2 separate regions of the Sus scrofa genome follow, and region 2 is linked to region 1. The links are chromatin contacts, called in public Hi-C maps. All regions are on one chromosome and are shown on one strand. Each heading gives the region's core, a stretch centred on a gene start, on an enhancer-like site or on the middle of the called end of the contact. The rest is flanking DNA. Distances are from core to core; before and after follow the strand shown.

Region 1 (3,046 bases), core at 285-2,784:
TTTAAAATGAAATAACAACTATCCTACCTGGGATCAAAGAGGGAGAAAGGTCGACAGGGTCCAATGATATGTCAAAAGGCTTGGAAGTAAACCTAAGAGAGCACTCCGGCCAATGGGCCAATTAGAGCAGCAGTTTGTGTCCGTAATAAAGTTTTACTGGAACACAGCTGTGCTAGGTCCACATCTGGTCTATGGCTGCTTTTGGATTTAGGTTGAATAGTTACTACAGACCATATGGTCAGCAAACACGGAAGTATTTGCTATCTGGCCCTTTGCAAACAATGAACTGCTGACTTCGGCTCCAGGCCACTCTGAGTGTTTAACAACTTGCAAGTGTGCACTGATTACGGAGTCAAAAAGGGCCTGTGGAGAACTTACAACTGTGCATCATCAGTACATACAGAGCACCTGTGGCTCAGAAAAGTAAAATGATACATCTAAGGCCACACGCATTCAGTGAGGAATTCTGGAGCACACCAGTGCTACCACCCGACCCAAACGCAGCAGGGTAGAGAGAGACTGAGGCCATTTAGCGCCAGTCTCAAGTTCAAATGGCTGCTCTTCTAATGTGTGCAAAGGGTAGGTCAGGGTAAGCTTCATCACAACGGTTCATCTTGAGACCTATCCGTGCTCGTGGCAGCAAAATCTGGAAATGGAAAGCAAGTTTCCAGGAGTCCAAGAAGGTTCTCGGCAGGCAGCCTGTGGCAATCTAGGTTTCCTCTATCACCCCCTTCCACTGCAAGGCTAGAGCAGGGAGTGGCGGTGGCAGCGAATACTTACTGAGTATTATTGAGCACAGTCTACCGTATGTAAGATAACTTTCAAGAACTTAAATGATTTCATCCATTCATTCAAACATCACATGGAACAGGTAGACGCCCCATTTAAAGCCACAGATGCTGAGGCTCTGAGGTTAACTAACTTGCTCAAGTCACACAGCTGTCAAGCAGAGACTCTGCTAGGTCTGTTTGGCCTGGAAACCTATGTCTTTCATGTCAGGCTACAGGCGCAGACCACAGGTGATAGGTCTGAAGAGGGCACACAAGCTGGTAAACCCGGCTGATCCGGGATTCAAACCCAGGGGTGCTGATGAGAGTCCAGAACTGCGTTTTCCAATCAAAGTTCCTTGCTCTCAAGAGTTCCTAGCCTGTCCCTTCTCTCCGAGGACCCTGAAGTCTCGAAAAGCTGGTGAGAGCTTTCGTCTCATGACTCCAAGGAACCCAGAGTAAAGTTCAGCCCCTCCGTGGGAGGTAGGCGGTCCTTAGCCGCCCCAGGTCGCCTACCTGGACGGTCATTACACCCACCGGGGAGCCGTAGGGAGTTTTGCACCGCTTACCTGCCTGGGAGCGGTCAGAGTCCCGTCCACGTCGAAGAGGCAGAGCGCTGGGCCGGGAGCAGCCATGACCCCAGTTTCCACGTAAACCTTACACGACTTACTGGCACCTGGCACCCGGCCCGGAACTTCCGGGTCCGGCCCCCGTGCCGCAGGGCACGCCGGGAAGAGAATTCCCCTCCCGCAGTGCCCGAGACTAGCGTCGGCTTTGCTGGCTGGACTACAGATCCCAGAATGCAGCGCGCCCCCACGCTGTCCCATTAGGGCGGAGGACACGTTCTCGGAGATTCCCGGAACGCGAGGGACTCGCTTCCAGCTGCAGGCTGCGGGGCCATGGTAAGAAGGCAATTGGTGGCAAGAAAGGGAGGGGTCGTGCTTTGGGGGTCGGAGTCAGGCCCCGGGCAGGCCTGCGGACGCCTTAGGTTCTGATTCGGAGAATCCGGAGGAGGGACCTCCGACGTGGGTTCCCCGCCGTCCTATGCCCCCTAGGTCACGTGGGCCAACTAAAATTTAGCATTCACCGTGCATTACTGCATTTAAAGGCTTTAAAACTGTTACCTTCTTCAGTATGTTACGGATACCCACTTTGATAGAGAAACCAGGGCCCAGAGAGGTGGAGTAATTTGCCCAACGATCCACAGCCGGTGACTGTAGGAGCCAGGGTTGGAACCCAAAACTGGCTTCAAAGCTCAAAGCACCTTTCGGTGCAATATTCAAGGTGTAGAACTGTGCATCTAATAAAACCCTTGTGCTATGAGTTGACGCCTCCATCCCTTCCTCCTCCATTCTATCCCTTCCCTCAATCCAGGCCAAGAAAACAGCGTTTACGTTCTGCCCCCAAGATGACGCTTTTAACCTAACCGAGAATTCTACAGTTATTATGATGATTAGCTAGCGGATTTGTTCCCCACTGGGACACTGATTTAGTTTCCTGCTTGAGGAAGTGTTCACACAGGCCGTGGATCCGGTATCCAGCCAGAACCGGCCCTCCTTGGGTATGTGCTGAATGAATGAAGCCTGCGCCTACTTGAGCTGCCTGGAGGAAAGAGGTTGGGTTTGAAAGTTAGACTGCCCTACTCCCTGACTGTGTGTCTTTGGGTAAATTTCTCACCTTCTCTGGGCTTAGTTTCCTCAGTGGTAAAGTAGAAGCAGTGGTTCCTTTAGCACACAGCTTCCCTGACTATCACGTGAGGTAGAGGTAAAGCCTCTGATTTCAGCTTTCTTTCCATCTCTGGCAATCATGCTGACCTCACCAGGCTGGCAGGATCCTCTGTAGCAGATGTTTTGCATGTGGTCCTTGTGTGATTAGCTTGGCTGAGTTCCAGAGAGAAATGGTCTCCCTGTCTCCTTTCCAGGCTGCCCTGCTCCGAGCTGTGCTGTGGTCACCAAGGCAGGCTGCATGGGGAAGGCCTTTCCACAGGCTGTGGCGCTGCAGTGGGCAGGATCCTAGGAGGTGGGCGGGGAGCAGGCCTCTGCCATCCAAGAAGAACCCGCTGGGCACAGAGACTGAGAAATTTCAGATGGTGTACCGGTTTGATGCCATCAGGGTCTTCGGGTACCTCTCTCAGCTGAAGGTGGCACAGACAGCGTTGACAGTGGTGGCCCTGCCGCCTGGCATCTACTGGTACTCCCAGGGCCTCATGACCTTCAACTCCCTGTGCCTGGCAGGCGCAGTTGCCAGCTTCGCGCTGGCCATGTTGTGCTGGATGAGCC
Region 2 (3,102 bases), core at 566-3,065, 120 kb after region 1:
GCCACCCATTGGCTGGGTGACCTTGAGTAAGTCCCTTCCCCTCTCTGTGCCTTCTCTTTGCTCCAAGTCAAATGAAGGAGCAAGATCTTTGATCCTGAGCCCCTGGGCGGTCTCAGGACTCCAGACTGGGCCATTTCTCTCCCCCCAGAGTTGACCTCTTTGGCGCCCAGCACACACACTTCTCCTTATTCCACGTCTCGGGTGCAGCTCTGAAGAGCAGAGCAAAGCTCCTCGCCTTTCTCTCCCTGCCACCTGCCCCCCACCTGGCCCACCAGATTAGAGGGGCTCCTAGCCCCTCAGGTCACCAACAGCCTGTCTCTCAGTCCAGCTTCATAGAAGCCGGCCCAGTGGATGAGTCCTGCAGCATCCATCTTCCTTGGCCAAGGGCCTAGGGAATTCCACGGGGCAATGCCCATAGGAGCCAGGGGAGGGGCAGCCCCAGAGAGCAAGCTGGGCACTTCTCTCTGCAATGACACCCTCTTCTTCAGGAGAGGGTTTGGACCGCCTCAGGGGGATATTTGTAACACCGTCCTTTGTGTGTGTGTGTGTGTAGGTGTCAGTACGTGTGTGTGTGTGTGGGGGGGGGTGTCTCTACTGGTCCTGCTGCCTCAGAGGCCATCTCTGCTGGCAATTTGGAGGCTCCTAGAGCCATCCCCAGGCTCAGGGTGCCAGCTCTAAGGTTTTCAGCCTTACTGAACTGTCTCAGTCAGCCTCATCCCCTGGTCTGGTCTCTGGCCAGGGTGGATGAGGAGAGGTGAGATGGGATTCCATGAGCGGCAAGGTGGGAAGGATGGGGCCAGAGAGGGTGTGGGGGTGTTAGTGGGATGGGATTGTGTGAAAGGGTTACAGAGGGGTGGAGTGAGGCAGGGGATGGGATCCCTGCCCTGTTTCTGAGTATGGAAACCCGTTCTCTTACATCTTTACTGGAGAAAGAGGGGAAACCCCCAAAGGCATTTAGTGTGGAGGGGTCTGAGGTGACCAAACACTGGTGGGGGGAGCACGGGGGAGGGAATCCTCCACTTCTAAAGTGAGTCGCAGGGTCCCATTTCTGGGGTGGGGGGGGTGTAGGAAGGTCTGTACTGGGTGTGAGGGTGACACACTGTCTCTAAGGGGGGCGGGGGGGGGTAGTCTTGTCTTAGGGAGGGGCTTACTGACCCTCCAGGGGGCTTTCACTTTCCCTGGAGGAGACATACCCCGCTATCTATGATCCGGAGAAAGGAGGGTAGGGAGAAGAAATCCAAACTTAGCTTTTTAGGGAGGGGGAAGGGATATGGGTCTCCAAAGAGAAGAGGGGGGCCCTAGACACCTGGGGAGGCTGGAAACCACTTGGGGGAGGGGGCATGTTCCATTCCGGGGGGGTAAACTAGGAAGGGATTGTTTCTCTAGAGCCTGAGGCCAGGAAGGAAGGACCCATTTCTGAAGGGAAAAGGAATCTATTTTCCTCTCTGGAAGGTGGGAGACCCTCTCTTTTGAGGGGAGGGGATCTGCGTCTCAGGAACAAGAGGGCTCAGTTTCAGTGAGAAGATGCCCCGTTTTTGCTCCCTGGGGGCAGGGCTGAAGGATTCCATCTCAGCTCCCGCGGACGAGTCCGCCCCACATGACTTGGCGCCAGGTTCTTACCTCCAGACCCCGGCTCCGACGTGCGGACTCCGACCTGCCTGCCAGGCTCAGACTTGAGGGATCCGCGCCTTCGTTCTGGCTGCGCCGGGTCTCTGCCCCGCTTCCCCCAGCGACTCGCCGGGCTCCTTGGCTCCGCTGAGCCGCGATGGCCAATCAGCGTTGCCGGTCCCGACCCTCGCTCGCTCCGCCGCCAATCAGCGAGCCCGCCACGGGCCGCCGCCCCCGGGAGGGAGGGGAAGGCGGGGCGGGGGCAGAGTCCGGCCTCCGGGGGCGAAGGAGCCGGGGGCCTCCAGGAGGGGCCGCGAGGGCCGGGAGCTAGGATGGGGCTGTGGCAGAGGCGGTGAGCAGCCCCTTCAAGCTGGAGGAGAGCCTATCTGATGGGTGGGGGGTGGGGGTGGGGGGGTGGGGAGCCCGTCTCTCTATAAAAGGGGGCGGCTCTATAGGTTGATATAGGCTGATTTAACCTAGACCTTAGTTATCCCCTGCCTCTTTTCTCGACCCTCGCGGGGTGCGGGCGACTGTAAGTGCCCCAACTGCACCCTGCGCCCCGGAGCCCTAGATTCAGTAATGCAAGGTTCCGAATGAAAGGGAAAGGAAAGAGCATCGTGCCCTCCCCCGCCCCCATCCCCCAGCAGGTTGTTCAGGGCCTTCTTGCTCAGCCCTCCCTGCTGCCATTCACTTAACACCTCCTAGCCCATCAGCTCCAGAATAGCTACTGCATCCTGGGGGCAATGCAAAGAGCACTGGACTAGGAATCGATGGTTCCTTCTGCATGATCTGGGGCAGGTCACTCACCTCCCCATCCTCAGTTTCCCCAGTAGTAAATGGAGACAGTAGTGATAGTACCTCCTTCATGGCCATAGGTGAGAAGGTAGATGTGATGAAGGTGCTTCTATAAAAGTTAAAACGCTGTATGAAAACTAGTTAATACCGAAGTGGGACTGACCAGTAGCTTTCTAAAGGTATTTGCAACCAACAAGGACCTACTGTATAGCATAGAGAACTACGCTCAATATTTTGTCATAACCTCTAAGGGAAGGGAATCTGAAAAAGTTACCTACATAACCCAATAGCTGTGCTATACACCTGAAATTAACACGATATTGTAAATCAACTACACTTCCATTTTAAAAAAGACTAAACACATACATCCCAGTGAAATCAGCATGTAACTATAATCATAATCTGTTGTTTGGATTAAAGTGCAAATGAGAGCAAAAAATAAATAAGGGCATTTGGAAAGAGGATGCATTCATTCAGTGGTAAAATCGAAGGCACAAGAAACTACCCATCAAAACACAAATGCCATATGATACCGCTAATATGTGGAATCTAAAATATGACACAAATGAAAACATATCTGCAAAACAGAAACAGACTCACAGGTAGAATAGAGGCATGGTTGCCAAGGGGAAAGGAAGGAGTGGGGGAGAGAAGGATTGGGAGTTTGGGACTAGCAGATGCAAACTATCTTATATAGAA

Evidence for each region. Hi-C and Micro-C count contacts between places; a contact is called where the count stands out from the background.
Region 2: a Hi-C map of liver shows a contact between it and region 1, with 3 times the contacts expected there. The contact joins the enhancer-like site here to the promoter of TMEM186 in region 1. A contact is called at or near these places in 1 of 5 promoter capture datasets (fetal liver) and 9 of 47 Hi-C or Micro-C datasets (alveolar macrophages, liver, mesenchymal stem cells and 6 more).

What each region holds. Positions count from the first base shown.
Region 1 is chr3:33,890,981-33,894,026 of Sscrofa11.1, forward strand. TMEM186 (transmembrane protein 186) reads left to right here and starts at 1,535. Exons shown (of 2, transcript XM_003124605.4): 1 at 1,535-1,669; 2 at 2,689-3,046. The coding sequence starts at 1,667. It overlaps PMM2 (phosphomannomutase 2), which reads right to left and starts at 1,492. Exons shown (of 8, transcript XM_021086654.1): 1 at 1,337-1,492. The coding sequence starts at 1,402.
Region 2 is chr3:34,013,751-34,016,852 of Sscrofa11.1, forward strand. No RefSeq gene overlaps it. Among named protein-coding and RNA genes, the nearest start is that of METTL22, 40 kb to the right of the region's middle. Within about 2 kb of position 1,816, at least 32 of the 83 cell types and tissues checked have an H3K27ac peak or open chromatin away from gene starts, as enhancers often do. A contact at or near this core is called in fetal liver, liver, omental adipose tissue and 1 more, where this site is marked.